Linked DNA regions of Mus musculus: region 2 is linked to region 1. Evidence: chromatin contacts called from public Hi-C data. All regions are on one chromosome and are shown on one strand. The core of a region is the stretch at or near the end of the contact, and the rest is flanking DNA. Distances in the headings are between cores, read along the strand shown. Region 1 overlaps Rbfox3 (RNA binding protein, fox-1 homolog (C. elegans) 3). Region 2 overlaps Tbc1d16 (TBC1 domain family, member 16).

Region 1 (7,494 bases), core at 2,296-4,795:
ACTGTGAAAAGGGCTAATTTTGTGTTAGGTGAACTTCACCTCAGTAAATAAAAATAATGAAACTATTAATAGCAGAATAATTCATTATTTAGAGAGGCCACTAACTCAAGGAAAATTATATTTCTATCAGCTTTGGGCTTACCTGTTTTTATAATTGTGATTATTATTATTATTATTATTATTATTATTATTATTTAGATAAATTTGGTGTTGATTCAGCCAAGCTCTGGGGATTTTGCTACTCTTACTAAAAGACTATCAAAGACGTCTCCTGTGACCTAGTGCCTCCTAGAGAGCCACGTCAGATCCCATGATCTGGGTATCTTTGAATTTGTGGGGAGTCTCGGGTTCCTGGGTGGCCCTGGAGCTTGACCTGAGTCCAGGTTACCTCATCCACTTACTGCCTGCCCAGACTGAGAGACTCTTAACTTTTTTTGTGCAAAGCTTCCTGATGCTTTCACCTTGCAGCCCAGCCTCCCCACCTGCGCAGCTCAGAACCACACAGGGCTCTGTGTCCATGTTGCTGGTAATGTCATCTTCTGTCCCCCTCTGTCAAGGTATGTCTCCTATGGCCAGAGACTATGTCGTCACAGCTGTGCTGTAGGTCATGGCCAGATGTGCCACTACAGACCCAGCAGGCACTGCTGTGAACCTAGCATGGGCTAGGAGGTGGTGCCCTGGGACTCCTTTGACAAAGGTGAGGAAATAGGACTCAGACAGAAACAGCTCTTGCTGAGGTCTCCAAGGAGACAGACAGGGACACAGGACACTGACAGCATCCTCATTGTGCCTCATCACCTGAGCCACCAGGGTCCAGGAAATGGGTGGCTTTGTCTTTGGGTCCTGACCTCTAGTCCAGGCCTGGGTCATGTTACATAAATGAATGAACACTGTCCTTTTACTACCAGCGAAGCCCCTCAGTGCGGGGTCATCTCACAAGTTGTAGGGAGGTTCCCCTCCCTCTCGCCCAAATTCTAGAATTGGCATCAGCATCCAGTTTATATTAAGTGGCCTCATTTCCTCCTCCCTTTTCCCTCCCTCCTCCTGCCTCTGTAATTTTTAAGAAGTCCCCCACCCCCGTGTCCCCTGTCCTGAGAGATCCCCCTTGCTACTCTCTTTCCCACAGTGAATGCAGGGCCCGGTGTGGGATTTTGACTGAGTTATCATGGCTCTTCCTGGATCCCCAATGAAATTGCTTGCTTCTGCAGAAGAAGGCCACACTGAGTGTGGGAGCGTATGGCTGGCCCAGAGTTCATCAGCTGGAAGCACATGCCTCAGTTATCCCTCCCAATCCATCCTCCAATGAAACCTTCATTGAACAATGGGGGCAAATCTCCAAGGCTCTGTCCAATAGTGGGGTGACTTACTTGTTCTCTCAGAGCATTTGTGTGGTTTGCAGCTGCTCTTACTAAAAACAAGTAGATACACTCTACTCTGACTCAGGGAAGAGGAGAGGGCCAGTACCTCACCTCCTGGAAGTTCATAAAAACCACATCCCTCCTTACACCCAACACAGAGCATGCAGTAGCTTATATTTCTTTATATCTCTCTATGCCCGGATGCAGCAGTGACAGCTGCATGATACCAGCCTTTCCCCTCGAGGGCAAGCTCCTTAAGTGAACGGTGGGCTCCTGGATGTAGCAAGTGGACCTTAATCACACTCCCATGAAGTTTGTCCAGTGGCCATCAGAAGATAGGATGGAAGCTGGTCAGATAGATAGCTCAGTGGGTTAAAAGGTACCGTTGCCTAGCTTGACATCCTGAGTTTGATGCCTGGAACCTACACACACACACACACACACACACACACACACACACACACACACACAAATACACACAGAGAGACATACAACACAACATTTATTCTTACTATAGATAGATAGATAGATAGATAGATAGATAGATAGATAGACAGACAGACAGACAGCTGACTATCCTGGGCAGAATGGGGACACCCAGTCAGAGCTGCAGCCAGGACCTGGGGCTTTTGACCCTGTGCTGACTCTGACTATTCCTAGGTAGGCATAGCCGGGGAGAAGGCATGGGTTAAGATGAGGTGGGAGACAATGACAAAGGGGCAAAGAGTGTATATGAGAGGGAGCTGAAACCAGAACCTCCGTGTACACACAACCAGGTGTAGAGAACATGATTCCACTTCTAGAGGGTTGCAGAACAGGAGTCTCAGAAAGCAGAAACCACAGTTGCATCAGGAGTCGGGTGTATGGAGACCAGGAAGCAAGGAATAAAGAGGCTTCTGGATTGGGGTTCTGCATCCAGTGGGGTGCAGGCTGCATGGGTGCAAGAGCTTGTCGGTTTGAGTGTACAGAGGGGGTATGTAAATTTTTACCTTAAAAGGAAAATAAAAGGTTTGTAAATAAATGCAAAGTCCTGGTTACTAAATAGCAGGCTGATGCACCCCAGAGAGTGCGGTGCCTGTAGCTGTCTTTTGCATGCATCAAAGATAATAAACACAGCTGATAAACACTCTGAGAGGAGATGAGCCGGCTGTGACCAGGCAAGCAGAGAAAGAGTAGCCCACTGGGGCTGCTGGGGATTCGGCATCCACCCCAGTGACTTCTCTGTGTCTCGGGAAACATTTGTCACCACAGAGTGCTGGTGAGAAACCAATCACAGAATAAACACACTGGGCTCTTTCCAGAAACACACAGTGGGCTCCTTTGTGTGGCAAGCAGTGGTGTGGACTGGCTACTTTGTGTCCTGCTCTGTTGGTTGGGGAAAACCGCAGTTTCTACCATCAAGGCTTCCTAGAGTCCAGGCTAGGGTTCAGGACCAGAGGAGGAGCTGGGCGGTGCAGCCTATGCACCCCACTGGGGTCATCCTCTAGTTTGCAAAAGGATGGAGGCAGCCTCCCCAGCTGAGTGCCTCCTGGGAAGGTCTGGCAGGCTATAAGCCAGCCATCAGTTCTAGGCAGCATCTGGGCCAGAGCAGAGGGGCTGCTCTCAGAGATGGGGAATGAGATCTTGTTTTCTGATAGATGATAGACAGACTGTGACTGCCTGTGCCAAGCTCCAGGGAGAAAAGTGGTCAGGCATGGGAAGAGGGCCCAGCTGCAATCACTCTCAGCAAGTAATGAGCATCCTCTGGGATGCAGGAGGACCAGAAGACATCCTGGTGGACTGGATAGTCCTTTAGACTACAGAGCAAAGGACCACAGCCAGGTCCAAAGGTCCATCTTATCCTCTCTGTGTTGTGCATGGCCAGTGAGAACAACTCTTACTGAGGATGTGGCAGGGTCAAACATCTTGGAGAAATGTTACGATCTGGGACTCTTGGGGTTGGGAGAGGTCACACGCCAAACAGCGAAGCACCAGGCGTCCTCTGACCTGTGGCTGACTCTAAACACGTGTTCCAAGGCCAGACCCCATAGCCTGGTGGAGCCAACACCTGCCATCTGATTGCCCCGACTCCCACTTCTGATACTTAGTTGATGACGCCTGCTTGATGAAGCCCATTAAGCAGCCTCCAGGCCTCAGGGCAGTGCTTCTGTTCGCTGGAACCACCCACCGCCATGTGGCTCCTTCTTTCTCCACCTCCAGAGCCACGCCCATCACGGGAGCCCTCCCACTTCTTTCTCCTTGAGCTCCTCGTTAATCCCCGTCAGCTGCGAGCAAACAAACTCCCCGCTCCATTTATTTCACGAGCCTCCCGATTTAATTAGGTTTTCCAGTTTTTCGCCTGTCCTGGGCCAATCAGTCCTTAAAACAGTGGAGGATTCATTTCCAGCTGCTGTCAGAAGGCGGCTCTCCTCAGTTAGAAAAATAATTAACCCATCATCACACATCGCGGGTAATGAATCTGTGTTTTCCGTTTGCTAGCAGGTCATTTGTATCTCTCCATACTGGCAAAGGAGGTGCGAACCAACTTCCAGCCGCTGTGGCTTCCCTCACCCCTTTATCCCTCTCCGGGGAGCCCTTCCCTCTCTTGGCTGGGGTGGGGTCGGTCGGTAGGGACAGCAGGCTCTGAGGACCTGAAGTTTCACTTTGGTTCCTGGTGCCCAGCCACAGAGAAGAAGCCACAGAGAGAAGCAAGGTCCCTTGCTTCTGCTCCCCAAACTACTTTCTGAAGTCCATAGTAGGTGTGACAAGTAGGGGAACTGTTGTAGAGTCCCGTGGAGCTTCCACATGTGACCTCAGCTTCAGGCTTACAGCAGTAGCTTCCCTCAGCATCTCTCACAGCCTGGAACCAGAAAGCCAGGAACGAGGAGATATCCGCATCCCCTCCCCGCCGGAGGGCCCCTGGCTCCATTTGGCCCTGTGGCTCACAGCTTTCCTTGGTGCTTTTTGACTTGGTGGCTCCAGCGTCTGTCCCGGGTACTGGATAGCCTTGCCTCAGCTTCATGGCAAACAGCTCGATCCTTACCATCTCTGCCTCCCACACTTCCGGTTACAGTGGGTCTGAAACTATGAAGCGGAAAATTTCAGAAATAAACCATTCATAATTTCCAAGTAATTCTTATTATGGTGTAGCATCAGACTGGCTCCCTTTTATTAGCTACTTATTGTTGGTTACCATCTCTTACTGAGATTAATTTGTAGATCAAACCTCATCACAGGCGTGAACAGGCAAACTTTGTGACTATGTGGCAAGTTCAGTGTTACACTGTATCTCAGTCATCCACCATGGGTCTTGGATATGACCCCATCTGATGAACACCGTGGGTCATGTCCCCATGGATAAGGGAATGACCACACATCTGTGAAGGCTTTCTAGATAAGGTCTGGTCATCAGAGGAGTACATTAGAACCCATTATAGGCAGTTTGCCCTTTGGGCTGTGTGCCCCTCATCCAGGCACCTTTAGGTCCCCTCCCCCCACAGTCTGCCCTGTGTTCCAGAGTGGAGTGGGAGAGGTCAGCAATGGGGAGGTCAGTGGGCTGTGGCTGTGGCTATGGCTGTGGCTGTGGCTGTGGCTGTGGCTGTGGCTGTGGCTATGGCTGTGGCTGTGGCTGTAGCTGTGTGTCAAGCCATAGCACCCAGGCCTGACTGTTCATCTGTAATGCTGTCTGCCATTTGTCAGCTGTTGGGGTGTGATGGGGCTGCTCTAGGATCCTGTGGGGGCTCTTGGAGGGATGCACAGAGCTGTCTTGAGCCAAGCTCAGCATGGTATTGTGATGGGGGAGCTGGAATAGTTTTTTGGGGTCCTCCACCCTTCAAAGGAAACAAGGGAACTGAGGTCTCACCTCCCACTCTATCCCTTCCCATGTGCACCCAAACACCACGGTGCCTCAGCTGGGACACACCCTGTAACCTGTACAATCAGGTGTTTGCATTTGAGGATCCCCTCAAGGTCTTATTATTGATTCACTGGATGGATGACTGGTCAGTTGATTGATTGATTGATTGATTGACTGACTGACTGATTGACTGATTGATTGATTGGTTTTGAGCCCATGGTGTGTGAAGGAGTCTTTCTTTTAGGCTGACTCTGCTGTCCCTCTTGGGGTTGGAGTTGGCCTCTTTGAAGACTGTATTACCCATCTCTCACCACTTGGTGGCACCCACAAGCAGCCAATGAGCGAGGGCTAAGTACCAAAATGTTGGGTGTGAGTGGGATCCTGCAAAGCCCTCTAGCCAAAGTTCCCTAGTGCTTACCTTTTTGCTCGCTCTGCCACTTCAGAAGTTACCTCCTGTCACCCACTGTCATCCTAAAAGAAGGCTCGGGGGCTGCTTGATGTGTGTAGCTTCTCTTTGGAGGGCTCTGGCCTGTGATTTCAAACTTGAGCATGCCCCAGCCTCTCTTTCAAGAACTCAGGGATTTTGTCCGAGTTCTCCTGTGTGTCTTGTGTTGTGGCATTGCATGTTAATTTGCTTCTACTTTGGCATTGGACATGCGCCTCCATGTCTCCCTTTGTGGAATGGGAAAGCAACAGTCTTGGGGAAGGTTGTGCCTGGTACTCTGACTGCTAGGGATCAAGACATCTTCTCAAGCCAGAGCCTCACCACCTTCCTGGGGGAGGCCCCGTGCTTTCCTAGGTCTCTCTGTATCCCAGATCTCTAGATCCCCCTAGCTTCACCCACCACCGAATCCCATCCTGGGGAAGCAGAGTGCACAGGCTCGGGAATACCTTCCCCCTGCAGAACCCAGCTCCTTTAGCCATCTGGTTCCGCATACATCAGTACCCTACTGGTGCCAGGGGAGCCAGGAAAGAGAGGCAGCATCTTCTCTCCTCCCCTCCCCTCCCCTCCCCTCCTCTCTCCTCCCCTCCCCTCCCCTCCCCTCCTCTCCTTTTCTCTCCCCTCCCCTCCCCTCCCCTCCCCTCCCCTCCTCTCCTCTCCTCCTGTCTCCCCCTCCCTCCTCCCCTCCCCTCTGTTCCCCTCTCCTCCCCTCCCTTCCTCTCTTCTCCCCTTTCCTTTTCTTCCCTCTTTCCTCCTCCCCTCCCCTCCCCTCCTCTCCCTTCCTCTCCTCCTTTCTCTTCCCCATCTTTACCGTCAGATGGTCCCAGGTGTTCTCTGTTGCAGTGATAAACACTACGACCAAAAGCAAGTAGGGAAAAGAGGGTTTATTTCAGCTTACTTCTTACAGAATTGTGAAGACAAGTCAGGGCAGGAGCTTAAGGCAGGGGCCAACGCAGGAGCCAGTGGAGGGCTGCAGCTTACTGCCTTGTGCAGCCTGTACTTTCATACACCCTAGGACCACCTGCCCAAAGGTAGCCCACCCACTGTGGGCGGGGCCCTCCCTGCCAATCATCAATGAAGGAAATTCCCCAAAGGCTAGTCTGATAAGGCATTCTCTCTCTCTCTCTCTCTCTCTCTCTCTCTCTCTCTCTCTCTCTGGTTTTTCAAGACAAGGTTTCTCTGTATAGCCCTGGCTGTCCTGGAACTCACTCTGTAGACCAGGCTGGCCTTGAACTCAGAAATCCGCCTGCCTCTGCCTCCCGAGATAAGGCATTTTCTTAGCTGATGTCCTCTTAGACAACTTTAGCTTGTGTCAAGTTGACAAAAACCTAACCAGGATACCTCTAGTTCCCTGCTCTCCCCTCCCCCCCAGCTATGCTCTAAGTAGCTCTCTGCTGCCCCCACTTGGCTCAGCATCGCCAGATGTGTGGACCCCAGAGCCAGATCCAGCCACTCCAAGAAGAATAAGATCCAAGCAATGTCTCTCTGGGAGGGGACGCCTGGCAGTGTTCACTCAGGACTCAGCTTCTCTCAGGGCTTCTCAGAGCCGGTTTCTGTCCATCACTAGCTGGATCGTGGTTCTGGAACTTTCCAAGGGACTTGCCATTGCTATGTCATTGTGCTTGCAGGGGTCGGCATGTTGGAATGCACCCATTGAGCAGGATCAGAGGTTGTCACCTTTGAGGTGAATTCAGACCGTGGGACGTCTGGTGATAACCCTTGAGGTTGGGATCAGCAGAGCCTGTGTGAGGCTCAGACGTGGGTCTGCTGTGACAGCCTGGTCTGTCAGTCAGCCCAGTGAATGTCTGTGGCCATGACACTTCTCATGTTGATTCTTGAGGGTGTTCTAGAAAGTTCTT
Region 2 (7,494 bases), core at 1,678-4,177, 450 kb before region 1:
CTGACCTTTTCATCTGACCTCCAAAAGACATGCTTGTGATGCACACACACACACACACACACACACACACACGGGGTGGGAGGGGAGAGAGAGAGAGAGAGAGAGAGAGAGAGAGAGAGAGAGAGAGAGAGAGAGAGAGAGAGAGAATAGCTCAGCCTTCTAACAGCGTGAGCAGATGCTGGTGGTCACCTTTATTTCCTAGGATGTCACTGTCCCTGGGGACAGTGAGGGCCAAGTTCTCTCTCATTAGGTCCTCTCTGTCACTCCTGGTACATATTCCCATGGTGCCAGACCCAGTGAAGGATTGGTATTTAGATGAGATATGGTGGCTTTGAGTCCCCAGCAGGGTTGTGGCCTCTTCCTGAGGTTCTGTGTGGTTCTATGTTCCTGCTGGCCTGCCTGAGGCCCAGAGGAGCCTGGCTTAGCCGCAGATGTAAAGAAGCATCCTTGGACAGGGCTCCACGGCAGAGTCTACCGGCCACACCCTCTCTGCTGCTTCTGGGCATTCCTACCCCAGGCTGCCTCCTGACACTCCCTCCTGCTGAAGCCCCAGCTACCTCAGGTGGAGGAAACTTTGCCCTTGAATGGGGCATATAGGAGTGTGTGTGTGTGTGTGTGTGTGTGTGTATTTTAAGGAGACTTCAGAAATTGCTTCCTGTGCAGGCAATTCATTGTGCCCCAAAATGTGCACATGTATGTGTGAGGGCACACCTGTGTGTGGTTCACATGTGTACATGTGTGTGCATGTGGAAGGGAGGGTTAACATCAGATGTCTTCTTTAATGACTTGCTTGCCACTTCAGTTTTTCTAGACAGGGTCTCTCATTCAGCCAACCTGGCTAGCTAACAGGACAGGACCCTCCTGTCGGCCTTCTCAGGGCTAAGATTAAGGCTCTCAGCTTTTCAAATGGTTGCCAAGCATCAAACTCAGGTCCTCGGCCCCTTGTGTCTTTTTTTGTTTGTTCGTTTTGTTGTTGTTTTTTCCCAAGACAAGGTTTCTCTGTATAGCCCTGGCTGTCCTAGAACTCACTCTGTAGACCAGGCTGGCCTTGAACTAAAAAATCCTCCTGCCTCTGCCTCCCAAGTGCTGGGATTAAAGGTGTGCACCACCATGCCTGATGTTGTCTGTAGGATCTTGATTTATCTTCTATCTCTTCGTGTATGCCGTGTGTGTGTGTGTGTATGTGTGTGTGTGTGTGTGTGTGTGTTTGCTATGGGCAGGAAGGTGCCCTTGGAGGCCAGAAGAGGGCGTGAGAGTTACAGATGGTTATGAACTGCCTAATGTGGGTACTGGAAACTAAAGTCGGATCCTTTGGAAGAGCAGTGAGTGCTCTTAACTGCTGAGCCACGTCTCCAGCTCCTGTCAGTGGGGTTTTGAAATCCCCATGCATCTCCTTGCTGCTGCTTCAGAGGTAGGCCTGAGGACCGGTCCCCAGGGTGTCTGCCCTAGCATCACATAACAGGGTGGATCTTTTCATTTTATTAATGTTTATCATGAAGTGGCTGCTTTCATGGAGAGCGAGTGACAGATTTCCTGGAAGCCACGTGCAGAGCCTGGAACAGCTGCTGGGGTGGATGTCACACAGGTGTCACGCCTGACTCTGTAGGCACTGAGGAGGGGTCAGCCCACCTTGAGGGGTGAACATGGTAGACTAGATGGTCTAAGTGCTTTTGCCTTTGGGAGGAAACAGGTCGGTAACAAGGTTGAATTATTAATGGTGTTACCACGCATAGTTGGTGTGGCAGCCTCTACTCCCACACCCGTAGAGGACAGCTTAGAGTTCAGAGAGAAATCCGAGTATCTAAGAAGGTTCCAGAATTAGTAAACTTGGTGGAACCATGAACCTAGAAGTGTGGGTGCCTGGGTGCTGCTTCAGAGGTTCCTGGCACCAACCCATCACCCTAGCCCTGCTCCAGGTGGCAGGAGTGTGCCATGCCCGGGGTTGCTTCCTGAATAGCCAGCTGATCCCCTTCTGCGCAACCATCTTTGGAGCGGGCATCCTCCAGGGTGAGCCAGGGAGGAGGGAGGAACACATAGGAACAGCCTTAGCAAGCCCTCTCTGCCCAGCCCTGACCCTCTGTGTTCCCTCAGAGGCTGCCCAGTGTGCTCTGAGAAGAGAAACCAGAAGGGAGGGAAGGGCCAGCCAGGGAATAAAGGGCACGTGGAGAGGTCCAAAGGTAGGAGAGGACTGGTGAGCCTGGTGGCATGTGGGCGACACAGTCACATTGAGGACCAGGAGGGCTGGGATGGGGGTCAGGTGCAAGAGACCGGGTCCATGGGTGCTGCCCCCTGCTGGTGTCAGGGAGGCGAGTCCTGCTGAGACCAAGGGAATCCGGAGGGGCGCCCAGGAGGGGTGGATCTCCCTGAGCCCTGTTGTGGGCCTCCGCAGGTGTTTGAGCCGCCCACCACCCCTGCCTTTCAGGAAACTCTGGGGAGACCCGTACATCCCTCCATCCTGGCTCCGGAGGCTGCTGCTTCCGGGAGCCGTTGTTTGGGCTTGTTTGTGCTTCTGCAGCCTGGAACTGCGATTTATTTCTTTAAAACATCCCTTCGCTCGACACCCTGCAATCTGTTTCGTGCTGCGGAAGACTCGTCTCGCCGTCTGTTTCTGTAGCACTTGGCAGGCTTCTTGCGGAGGCTGTCCTTCCCCAGTCCACCCCCAGTCGACGTGGCTGTCCCCACCTGCACCTCCAGCTTGGAGGGTAGCCCTTCAGGGGTCCCCCAGGAGCTCCGGGGACGACAGCAGCAGGTCTGAGACCAGGGACTGGCCCGCAGACCCCTGGGGACAGCTAGAAACAGTCAGGAGGGTCGCACCGTCAGGACAGGAAGTCAGGGATGCCCAGGCAGCAAACTGGGCCCTCAGTTGCTGGCTGTCCTTCAGCTTCCTGCTCATTAGCAGGCTTTGGCTACCACCCACTCCAGGAACTCGGAGGCACTGCCAAAGAATTTGGACTGGGTCTCGACAGTGCCCGGACCTTCCATGTGCTACTCGATGTACACGTGTATTTGGCTCACACATGACAATAGGAGGGGCTGTGGGCCGGGACCCAGGGATCTGGTAGGGCTGCAGCCTGGTACATTTCACAGCCAGATACCCAGGTGTGAACTGTGCTAGATCCACAATCCCCACTGTGACCTCAACAAGGTTCTCACTTCCTAGCCTCAGTTTCCCTGCCTGTGAAATGGGGCTTTGGTGAGGGCCTGTGGTAAATGCAGAGCCCGGGCAGTGAGTCCAGCACAGTGGGCACCACTCACTGTTGCCATGGTGACCAGATTGACAGATGGAAGTCTTTATATGCCCAACATTCTTCAGCCCTCAGCTCAGAGTTTGGTATGGGTGTGCCAGGACCACAGTGACAAAGAACCGTAAAGCAGCCACTGAAGACAAGGTCAAGGGGTCTGTTCTGGTTCCTGCTGCCTTCAGCCTCAGCCTTCGCTGTAGTCACATGACCTTGCCTGTATGTGTGCACACACCCCTCTTGGTGAGCGTGCTAGATTAGGGTTCCCTAACTCCAGCACATCCTGATCTGAACCTGATGACACCTACTGTACGCTGGCACCTAGTGGGGCTGCCTGGCGAGCTTCTGGCAGGATGGGGATTTGAACATGGTTCAGCTTTTCCCAGGTTTTGTTGACATCAATGTCAATGACTAAGACAAAAGTCGAGGTCCTGTTCATGTCCCGTTGTAGAGAGGGTCACTCAGCAAGGTTAATGGCTTGAGTTACTGGCCACGGCACTAACTCTGAAGTCGGGCAGTGGTGGTGAGCACCTTTCATCCCAACACTCGGCAGGCAGAGGCAGACAGATGTCTGTGAGTTTGATGCCAGCCTGGTCTACAGATTGAGTTCCAGTTCTAGGTCAGCCTGGGCTACACAGAGAAACCCTGTCTCAAACAAACAGAGGGACTGGGAGATCGCTTGGCAGGTATAGAGCTGGCGGGACAGGCCTGACAACCTGGATTTGATCACAGAAAAAGAAGCCACAGAAAAAGCCAGGTGATGTGGTGAACATCTGTAAGCCCAGCATTCCTACGGTGTGTGGAAGGCAGAGACAGGAGGATCTCGCTAGGATCTCATAGGCCAGGAAGCCCAGATTACATGGGAGTTGAGAACTGACTGACTTCCATATGCATGCTATGGTGAGAGTTTGTGTGTGTGCGTGTGTGATACACACTACAGTGCCTGGGTGTGCACTTGTATGTTTGTGTGCATGTGTGTGTGGCCTCCAAGGAGCCCCTTGATCGCCTGTCTTTTCACTTCAGCCCAGTTGGTCTCTAAGGCCAGCCAAGTGGGTCTTGTTCTAAGTCCCCACAGGTGAGTAGGGCCTGAGGAAAGACATATTAAAATGACAGTATGGGAGCTGTACCTGTTCATGTCAGTGGTTGATCCCAGCACCCACAACCATCTGGAACTCCAGTTCCACGGGAGTCGGTGTTCTCGTCCGGCCTCCGTGGGCACCAGGCCCACTCAAGTGGCGCACACATACATTCAGGCAAAATGAAACTCATAAACAAAGAAAAATAAGTCTTTTTAAAGGCTGACAAAAGTGTTCCGTGTGCTAGCTCACGCCTGTAATCTTAGGAGGGAGGGGGAGGCAAGAGACCTGCTGCAAGTGGGAGGCTAGCCTGGGCTACACAGCGGAACCTTGCTTCAGAGAAAGAAAGAGAAAGGACGTAGGCCTGTTTCAGGAATTTTGATACCATGGGGGTGGTGGTCACTGTTATTGTGTGAACTTGTTTCCCTCCTGGCCTCTCTGTGGAATCTAGCTGGAACTAGCTAGCATTTTCTGTCCCAGGGTCTGAGGGGTGGGACAGAAAGCTGGCATTTTGTGCTTTGTGGACCAGATGGGCACTGCTGCTGTGTCTGAATGCCACCTTGTGTGGCAAAAGACTCTACTCAAATATGCAAATGTGCTCCTTCCCCCTGCTCTCCCCCTGCCCCCAGCCTTGCCACGGACACGGAGCTGTGAGCTTAGTATGGTGTTTGTAAGCCGTGAAATATTTTTTTGATTTTCTTTCAACATTTAAGATATTCAGACTTAAAGCAGGTGTGGCACATGGCTTTAATCCTAGCACTCAAAAGGTAGAAGCAGGTAGCTCTCTGTGAGTTCAAGGCTAACCTGGTCTACATAGTCAGTTCCAGGACAGCCGTGGTGGCTCTGAGACCCTGTCTCAAAACAAACAAATAAACAAAACCCTCAAAACTATATGGCCTGGAGATGTATTATGGAAGCCAGGTGTAAGCTCCAGCACTTTATAAACCAGCTGTTGGGGCCACGCCTGTAATCTCGGCATTCAGGGCAGGGAGATCAGAAGTCCATGATCCTCCTTGGCTACACAGAGGCCGGCATCGGAGACACAAAACCTTGCCACCAATCAGCAAGCAATCGGAAAGTATGTGTAGGAGTGAGGAGAAAGATTCCAGAACTCAAGAGACCAAAGAAGAAGGAGGCTCGGGAAGTTGAGGCCAGATGGGCTACAGGATAAGTCTATTAGACAAAGGACCAGAGAGATGGCTCAGCATGTCAAGGCTCCCAGTGTCACACTTGATGGCCCATATTTGGTCCCCAGGACCTTCATAGTGAAGGAGAGAACCGAGTTCTCTGACTTCCGCATGCACAAGCACGTGCACACACGCACACATACACATGCACACACACACACACACATTAATGAAGTGCAGGAACAAAGATTGATTGCCTGGCTCCTGGGTTGTGCAGACAGACAGACAGCAGCCTAGAGACAGATACTGGGCACTGCCTAGTAGAAGTACAATGGATGACCTTTGCGCTATCCCTCATGGTGGCATCCTGGATATACCCTCACTTGGCCTCTATTCAGTAAAGGAGACTGAGCCAGTCTGTGGGTGTCCTATGGCTACAGGCACAGTCTCTGTAAATTCACCCCCTCTGTGTGTGTGTGTGTGTATGCGCGCATGTGTGACTGAGTGTATGTCGTGTGGCCTCATCTCCCACCATCTCAAGATACAGAGCACAAGGCACCCTTAGAACAGCTCTGCAGATTTGTCCCCAGCTCCTTGCCTACGTCCTTAGTCACCACTTCCTTTTCCATCTCTACAAGGATCCTTGAGCGCCACCCGAGTTATAAGACTACGATGCCATTATATTAGCTAGTATGTCTCATGGGATGGGTGTGACTCCCACTGTGTGGCCACACTCACTGAAGGACGTTGGTGGATTGCTTCCAGCTTGGGGCGGTTCCAGACAAAGCCTTTCTGAATGTTCATCTACAGGTTTTGTCTGAACGCTTTTGTTCTCCGTGACAAACTCCCAGGAGTGGGCTCACCCGGGTGGCAAGGTGGTCGTGTGGTGGCAAGCTGATCGTATCTATTTCAGTTTTATAAAGAATTGCCAAACTGTTTTCCGGCCTGACTGTGTCCTTTATATCTCCTCCAGCCACCCAGGACTAATACAGGGTTATTATTTGTTATTTTTGACAGTTTTATATATGTATAGGATGTATACATGTATTTAGTTATAGGTGGCTGTGGACTGCCTGCAAAGTATACTGGGAACAGAACCCAGGAATCTTTGGAAGAGCAGTATGTTCATTGCAGCCAAGCTATTGCTCCAGCTCCTGTGTGATGCATCTGAACATACTTACTCCATTGCTGTCTTTTGTCTTTTAGCCTCTTCCCTCTGACTCTCTTTAACCTCTGCCTCTTCCCTCTGTTTCTCTTAGTCCTGTGCCTCTTCCCTCTGACACCCTTTGTCCTCTGCCTCTTCCCTCTGTCTCTCTTAGTCCTGTGCCTCTTCCCTCTGACACTTTTTGTCCTCTGCCTCTTCCCTCTGTCTCTCTTAGTCCTGTGCCTCTTCCCTCTGACACCCTTTGTCCTCTGCCTCTTCCCTCTGTCTCTTAGTCCTGTGCCTCTTCCCTCTGTTTCTCTTAGTCCTCTGCCTCTTCCCTCTGTTTCTCTTAGTCCTCTGCCTCTTCCCTCTGACTCTCTTTGTCCTGTGCCTCTTCCCTCTGACTCCCTTTGTCCTCTGCCTCTTCCCTCTGTTTCTCTTAGTCCTCTGCCTCTTCCCTCTGACTCCCTTTGTCCTCTCAACTAGTCTCCCATCCTACTTCCATGGCCACTCGTGGCCCACTGAGTTTAATTAGAGCTGCTTCCACGAGCATGGGTGGGGAGGTGACTCTACCAGAGGCTGCACCGCTGAAGAAGTGTAGTCCTTCCATCCTTCTCACCCCTTCCATCCTCAGCAACCATTTACTACCCAGAGCTCCTGGTGGGGGGAGGAGGAGGAGGAGGAGGAGGAGGAGGAGGAGGAGGAGGAGGAGGAGGAAGAGCGTGGGTCCTCACAAGCTCCCTCATTCGAGATGGAATGTTGACAGGCCTTGTGCGGGTCTCACATGGGGAAACACCACCCTGTGAGTTAAAAGACAGCCTTTCTCCACTCTCCTCCCCACTCTCCAGCTATCACATCCTCCCTCACCTCTCTTCCGTGTTGCTCTCCAAGGCTTGGAGGAGGCGATG

Evidence for each region. A called contact is a pair of places that touch in the nucleus more often than the background predicts.
Region 2: a Hi-C map of cortical neurons shows a contact between it and region 1, with 5 times the contacts expected there. The contact joins two enhancer-like sites. A contact is called at or near these places in 3 of 484 Hi-C or Micro-C datasets (cerebellum, cortical neurons and embryonic stem cells).

Annotation. Positions count from the first base shown.
Region 1 is chr11:118,741,017-118,748,510 of GRCm38.p6, reverse strand. The region is part of intron 2 of Rbfox3 (RNA binding protein, fox-1 homolog (C. elegans) 3); the gene reads left to right. Among named protein-coding and RNA genes, the nearest start is that of Gm11750, 41 kb to the left of the region's middle. Within about 2 kb of position 3,545, at least 52 of the 459 cell types and tissues checked have an H3K27ac peak or open chromatin away from gene starts, as enhancers often do. A contact at or near this core is called in cortical neurons, where this site is marked.
Region 2 is chr11:119,193,879-119,201,372 of GRCm38.p6, reverse strand. The region is part of intron 3 of Tbc1d16 (TBC1 domain family, member 16); the gene reads left to right. Among named protein-coding and RNA genes, the nearest start is that of Gm36111, 5.7 kb to the right of the region's middle. Within about 2 kb of position 2,927, at least 25 of the 459 cell types and tissues checked have an H3K27ac peak or open chromatin away from gene starts, as enhancers often do. A contact at or near this core is called in cortical neurons, where this site is marked.